Regions from separate parts of the Columba livia genome. Here region 1 is linked to region 2. Evidence: chromatin contacts called from public Hi-C data. All regions are on one chromosome and are shown on one strand. Each heading gives the region's core, a stretch centred on a gene start, on an enhancer-like site or on the middle of the called end of the contact. The rest is flanking DNA. Distances are from core to core; before and after follow the strand shown. Region 1 holds the start of ZDHHC15 (zinc finger DHHC-type palmitoyltransferase 15). Region 2 holds the start of FGF16 (fibroblast growth factor 16).

Region 1 (3,185 bases), core at 244-2,743, 190 kb before region 2:
TTTGGGGCTTTTGCCTAGCTGCCAATTAGATTGGAGCAGCTGCTTTTCATTTGAGTCTCCACTGAGGAAAAAACAATAGGTCTTGCTGCATTAGGCACCCTAACAAAAATCTGATTTAAATGTGCGGTGCAGCACCAGCAGGCAGATCTTTCCACAGCAAGGTCTCAAACTTCTGTCCTGAGAACTCTGGCTTCATTTACCTGGCTTTCCCCGTCCTGAGGAGAAAGAGCCACACGTTCCTCCTCACCATTTCCAAAGTCCAGGCTACCAGCTCCTCCCTCCACCAGACCCAGCAATCCTTTCTTCTAGTAACAGGTCTTTGCACACACACCAAACCAGAATAAAATAAACACGAGGCAGTTTGCAACTTATTCCACAGTTAAATTGCCACATTAAGCTACACAAGCACTAAACATTTTATTTCTAAAATGCACTGTTTTTCATGCTGCTGGAACAAGTTGAGTCATGAGTGTGATTTCACGTAACCTATGTTTTACTTTATCAGAATATTAAAAAATCACAGAATTGTGGAATCCCAGAATGTCAGGGACGGGAAGGGCCCTGGAAAGCTCATCCAGTGCAATCCCCCCATGGAGCAGGAACACCCAGATGAGGTTACACAGGAAGGTGTCCAGGCGGGTTGGAATGTCTGCACAGAAGGAGACTCCACAACCTCCCTGGGCAGCCTGGGCCAGGCTCTGCCACCCTCACCCCCAACAAGTTTCTTCTCATCTTTAAGTGGAACCTCCTGTGTTCCAGTTTGCACCCGTTGCCCCTTGTCCTGTCACTGGTTGTCACCGAGAAGAGCCTGGCTCCGTCCTCCTGACACTCACCCTTTACGTATCTACAAACATGACTACAGTGCAGGGCACATACTGATTTTTGTCACTCTTTAAACCAGAAATCATGTCTAAACATCATCTTACAGCAACAACAGGGACTTTCACCGTGGGTATAAACCTCCCAGTCTCCAGCATCACCCAACAGACTCCTGACTAAATAAAAGAGCCCACAACACCCACCCGGCCCAGCCAGGGTACAGATCTTACAGCAGCACTGGGCAGCACACCATAAAACCCGCACTAATTAACCCCACAATGGCCCTGACCAGCGATTCGGTGTTTCCTGGCCACCGGATGCGCTGCTGCGATGGGAGCAGGTGGCACCACTGGCCCGCCCCCGGCACCTCCCGCTCGCACACGGAGGAGAAAGGAAACTAAACCAACTCCCCATCCCGGAGCTGTGCGCCGTGTCCCGCGGGCACCGGCCGGGACTCCGACCCGGGGCGCACAGGCCAACCGGGGCAGCGCCGGGCGGGTCCCCGCGGGGCGGGACAGGACAGGGCCCCGCTCCCCCCGCCCCGCCGGGCGCTCACCCAGGCACAGCTCGAACACGTAGGCGTAGTAGGACCAGAGCACGACGAGGGCGATGATGAGGACGGGCAGCCAGGCGAACGCCCGCTGGCAGCGCCGCAGCCCCCGCGACACAGCCATCTTCGCTCGGGCCGCACCGGCAGCGGCTGCGCGCCGGGAGGGCGGAGGCGATCGGCGATCGGCTGAGCGGCCTGGGCGGGGCGGGGCGGGGCGGGGCGGGGCTGGGCGCGGCGCCCCCTGGCGGAGCGGGAAAGGGCCCCATCTGCTGCACGTGGTTCCCGCTCGCGGTTCGTCCCTCGCGGTGTCACCAGCGGGTCCCCGTCCCCGCACGGAGGCGCGGTCCATACAGTCCCTGTTCTCTTCTTCTTCAGGCTACTGAATCACAGAATCCCAGAGTGTCAGGGGTGGGAAGGGACCTGGAAAGCTCATCCAGTGCAATCCCCCCATGGAGCAGGAACACCCAGATGAGGTTACACAGGAAGGTGTCCAGGCGGGTTGGAATGTCTGCACAGAAGGAGACTCCACAACCTCCCTGGGCAGCCTGGGCCAGTGCTGTCACCCTCACTGAGAATAAGTTTCTTCTCATATTTAAGTTGAACCTCCTGTGTTCCAGTTTGCACCCATTGCCCCTTGTCCTGTCACTGGTTGTCACCCAGAAGAGCCTGGCTCCATCCTCCTGACACTCACCCTTTATATATCTGTAAACATTAATGAGGTCACCCCTCAGTCTCCTCTTGTCCAGCTCCAGAGCCCCAGCTCCCTCAGCCTTTCCTCACACGGGAGATGCTCCACTCCCTCCAGCATCTTGGTGGCTGCGCTGGACTCTCTCCAGCAGTTCCCTGTCCTGCTGGAACTGAGGGGCCACAACTGGACACAATATTCCAGGTAAACTAGTTCAAAACCTGAACATTTTGGCACTTGTTTTAATTTTCTCCATGTGGTCCAGCTTAACCAAGTCCCTGCTGTAGCAAAAGTGCTTTGCAGGTACCATAACACACACTAGCCTGAGCATCTTCTTGGACTGATAAATCTTTACCCTGAAAGCTCTTTTTGTTGTTAATCATGCAATTTGGTACCTTGTTCTATTAAGCTTATGTTGGTTTTCTTTGTATTGCTCTCGAATTTCCTCAGCACAAACCTGGGTCACTGGTGAGCATACAGGGGAAGATCAGATTCAAGACAACCAGTGGGACAGAATGAGTGTCCCCTCCAACAGCCTGGGAATGGGGCATTTAATGTAAGAAAGGAAGAAAAAACCCCATAGAATAAACAAAGAAAATTTAAAAAAAACAAGCAATCCACAAATGACAATGACAAAATTTAAACAAACAAACAACCAAACAAACAAAAAACCTTAACCAACCAACCAAAATCAACAACAAAGAGCCCCCCCGCCTCCAGTCTGCTCCACAATCCCCTCTGAATTCCCGGAGGAATCCCCTTCACTCCCACATGCAGTAATGCCTTTTCAGTTAAGGCTGCAGTTAATTAAATCTACTATATTGGCCCCATTAGGGAAATTAGTTTTCTCATCAAGAGAACGATTTATCTAACAGAAAGTACTTCTGATACAACCCTGCTGTGATTTACCACATTTTCCAGTCACCTCTTTGTTCTTCATTTTCTTTTCCCCTCAGAATTTGTAAGACTTTCCCAGCTGTTGGTGTCAAACCTGCAGATCTGTGTTAGCGTTTCTCTCTTTTTGAGTACAGGTACCACATTCTCCTGCCCAAATCCCTGAACATTTAGACATCAGCTACAAATCCTTAGACTGCACTTGTAATTCCATATTTAGTTCTTTCAGTATTGTAG
Region 2 (3,537 bases), core at 809-3,308:
AGTCAGTGGCAGAAGCCTCTGCAGAGTTTGGTTAGTCCTTGAATGCAGAAACTTTTTTCCTCTCTCTTAACATCCCTGGATCGACATTCAGACATGTTCAGAAACAAGGTGACTGCTATGAATCCAGAGGCCAAACTCAAATTTACTTCAGTAAAACCAGGCTATACAGAACAGTGTATTTGATTGTAGTGGGATGATTCACATTATATGAATTTTGTGCATTAAATTCACAGCATTTACAGGATTATGTCCTTAATAGCGATTCCGGGTTTGGGGTGCCCCATCATTGTGTCCACCCCCCCACACCTTGGACCTCTCTAATTTTCACCAAAGCACAGTTTATTTCCCTCAGTTATCTCATCACACCTGAGTCTTCATATAGATACTACAGAAATAATATAATAATATTTGCAGTGGGATGCTTGAACTCCTCAGATAGTTGTATCTCCATGTAACCAGACATGACAAACAAATAGCCAAAAAACACACTTCTGTAGATTTTACTACCTCTAGAGCAGACGATATTTCTATAAAAAAAACATGGCTTAGGCTTCATGTGTCAAGTTCTGCATCAAACACACCCGTTTTACAGCCACAGCTCTGACAGGAAAAACCACCTCCCATTTAAAAAACCAGATTCCTCACCTTCTGCAGACACATGTGTGGGTGTTCCATGTCGTCATATCACAATTCCCTTCCTATCTTCACAACAAAGCACTGCCCGGGCCTGCGGGGAAAGGAGGCTGCATGTCAGGGCCCTTTGAACCCTCACGCTGGGGTGGATGTGAGGAGAAGCACTTTGCTGTAGGGCAAGACCTCCTGAGGGGAGAAACCCACTGTGGGGGAGAAACGCGCTGAGGGGACAGATGCCCACCATGGGTAGGCCTGCTGGAGGAAGATACCTACTGAGGGGATACCCACCACGGGGGAGACCCACTGTGGGGAACTCTCTGAGGTGAAAGACCTGCTGAGAGAACAGAGATCCACCATGGGGCAGACTTGCTGAGGAGAGCCCTGCTGAGGAGAGCCCTGCTGAGGGGATCTCCCCTGAGGGAGAGACCCCACTGAGATGAGACCACTGTGGGGACACACCGCAGGGGTGACCTGCTGAGAGGGGCACCAAACTGCACCTCAGCTCTGGAGACTGGTACCCCCAGAGCAGCGGGCTGGTGACTCGGGGGTTTGTCTGTGGTTGCCTCTGGTTCCCAGCAGGGCATGGAAGACACTTTACCTCAGGGCCATGAAGGCCCAGTCCGCTCCCCTGCGCCGCGGGCGAGCGCGGCGGCCATGGCGCGAGCAGCAGCGCCGCCTGGCGGGCAGGACGGGGCCGGAGCGGAGGGGGCGCCCTCCCTCCCGGGCCCGTCTGTGTTTGTGTCCCCCCGGCCCGGCCCCCCCGTCTCCCCGAGCCTGACTCCGTCTGTCTGCAGCGCGGCCGGCAGCTGCCGTCACAGATACGGTGTCGGCGGGCCGGGGAGAGCGCGGAAACACCTGTTTCCAACATGGGGAAGGTGGGGAGGGAGCCCGGGCAGCGCCGCTCGCCCTCCCTCCTTCCCTCACCTCCCGCCGCCTGCAAACCGGCCGCAGCGCCCGCGGGATCGCTTTGCGAAAAGATCGCTTTCCATTTTCACACGTTCACCTGAAAAACGTCTCTCTAGCCCTCCCTTCACGTGTTATTTTCCCCGTGTCCATTTGGGGGCAAGGGCGGAGAGGGGAACCCTGACAGACCCTGCCCGACCCGCCGCCTCCGAGCCGGGTCTGCGGGGACGCGGCTGCGGGGGGACGGGAGCGGCCCGGGGCGGCCGGCGGGGCGGGAGAGCCGGGCGGGAGCGCCGCGCTGCATCCCCGGCTGCGTGCGGGGGCTCCATGATTTCATCGGCGGCTTCGCGGGGACCTGCCAAGAGCTGTTATGCCTCACTGCGATGTGTAGCTTTTTCCTGCCATTTTTTTCATAATAAAAGAGGGAGTGAAGCTGGCTTTTTTTTTTCTTGAAAGGAAAAAAAAAAAAAAAGCCAAATGGATCAGAGAAGAAGGGGGGGGGGGAAGCAATAGCCAAAGAGGATGCCAGTGAGGTGTGGCTTGCATTTAAATATCCAATATGTCAATGTAAGGGGAGTGTGTACGTATATAAAGTGCAGTTTGCATCCGACCGCGGGACACATCCAGCTATGGGAGGCGCGGGCAGCGCGGGGCCGGGCCGGGGCCGGCAGCGCGGGGCCGGGCGGCCGCAGCCCGCGCTCTGAGGGGCCGCTCCGCTCCGCGCCGCGCCCGCCCGCGGGCCGCGGCCCCATGGCCGAGGTGGGCGGTTTCCTGGGCGCTCTGGACCCGGACCTGCACGGCTTCCCCCCCGCGCTGGGCGGCGGGCTGCCCCTCGCCGACTCCCCCGGCTTCCTCAACGAGCGCCTGGGGCAGATCGAGGGGCGGCTGCAGCGGGGCTCCCCCACCGACTTCGCTCACCTCAAGGGCATCCTGCGGCGGCGGCAGCTCTACTGCCGCACCGGCTTCCACCTGGAGATCTTCCCCAACGGCACGGTGCACGGCACCCGGCAGGACCACAGCCGCTTCGGTAAGAGGGGCGGCTGGGTGGGTGCCGGGAGCAGGTGCGCCCCGTACCGAACTCATTGCCCCGCTAATATAAATCATCCCGGGACAGATATAATTAGATTCCTAAAGAAATGCGCTCACTCCGCAGCAATGCGGGAGCTTTTATTTCCAATTTCCTACTCTCCCGGTGCTCAGCCTGCAGGTGCACAAAAACGTGCCTTAGCAGGGGAAAACCCCCCTCCCCCCAAAAAAAAGGTGGGGGGGTAACCAGCTCTAGCTGTGCCTCTGAAGTGTGAGGGAGACAGAAGAAAGGAGGGAGTACGTTGGAAAAAGAAATTCCTAGCTTTTTCATGTCCTGGTTTTTTGAGTTTTTGTTTGTGTGGGTTTTTTCCCCCCCCTCCTCGTTTTTGTTTTTGTTTTGTTTTGTTTTAATTTTGCTCTCTGCAGATATTTGTGAGCAGATTTCTTTTACTTGCATGAATTTCATTAGAAGAGTGTCTCCGCAAAGCGGGCAGGGATCACTTGCTGGATAGGTGTCAGGAGCTCAGTCTGGGGAGGTTGTTGGGAAGGAAAGTGGAAGCCGAAGCGGGAAAAATGCTTAGGGGAGCTCGGAAAGAAAGGAGAAGATGAAACAATAGGCAGAGCACCGTGGATTTACCTTGCCACCTGGGATACAGCTGGAAGACTGCAGCGCCTGTATCGGTGTCACACAAGAGCAGGGATCTCTAATGAGACTGTATGTAATCTTCAAAAAATGCATCCCAAGCCACAGGCAAAGAAGTGCAGTAAGTTTGAGCACAGCTAAGAAGAATTCCCGCTACTTCAGCATCTAGTGCAGGTGTCTGTGCAAGCTATCAACAAGTCCCATACCGGTGATCTCAGCTGTGTTGTCAACAGGTTGCAAGGAGTGCTTGGAAGAGTTTTTATAGTTTTCAGGTGATTTAACTCCTCAGTGAAAAGAATTCTTTTTTTGGCTTTACTTGTTTGCAACCCATC

What was found. Hi-C and Micro-C count contacts between places; a contact is called where the count stands out from the background.
Region 1: a Hi-C map of crop shows a contact between it and region 2, with 2.9 times the contacts expected there. The contact joins the promoter of ZDHHC15 here to the promoter of FGF16 in region 2. A contact is called at or near these places in 2 of 2 Hi-C or Micro-C datasets (crop and liver).

Annotation. Positions count from the first base shown.
Region 1 is chr12:18,225,818-18,229,002 of bColLiv1.pat.W.v2, reverse strand. It overlaps ZDHHC15 (zinc finger DHHC-type palmitoyltransferase 15), which reads right to left and starts at 1,493. Exons shown (of 12, transcript XR_010475730.1): 1 at 1,376-1,493.
Region 2 is chr12:18,039,044-18,042,580 of bColLiv1.pat.W.v2, reverse strand. It overlaps FGF16 (fibroblast growth factor 16), which reads left to right and starts at 2,058. Exons shown (of 3, transcript XM_065078011.1): 1 at 2,058-2,563. The coding sequence starts at 2,059. It overlaps LOC110354971 (a long non-coding RNA gene), which reads right to left and starts at 2,763. Exons shown (of 11, transcript XR_010475732.1): 1 at 2,455-2,763; 2 at 646-727.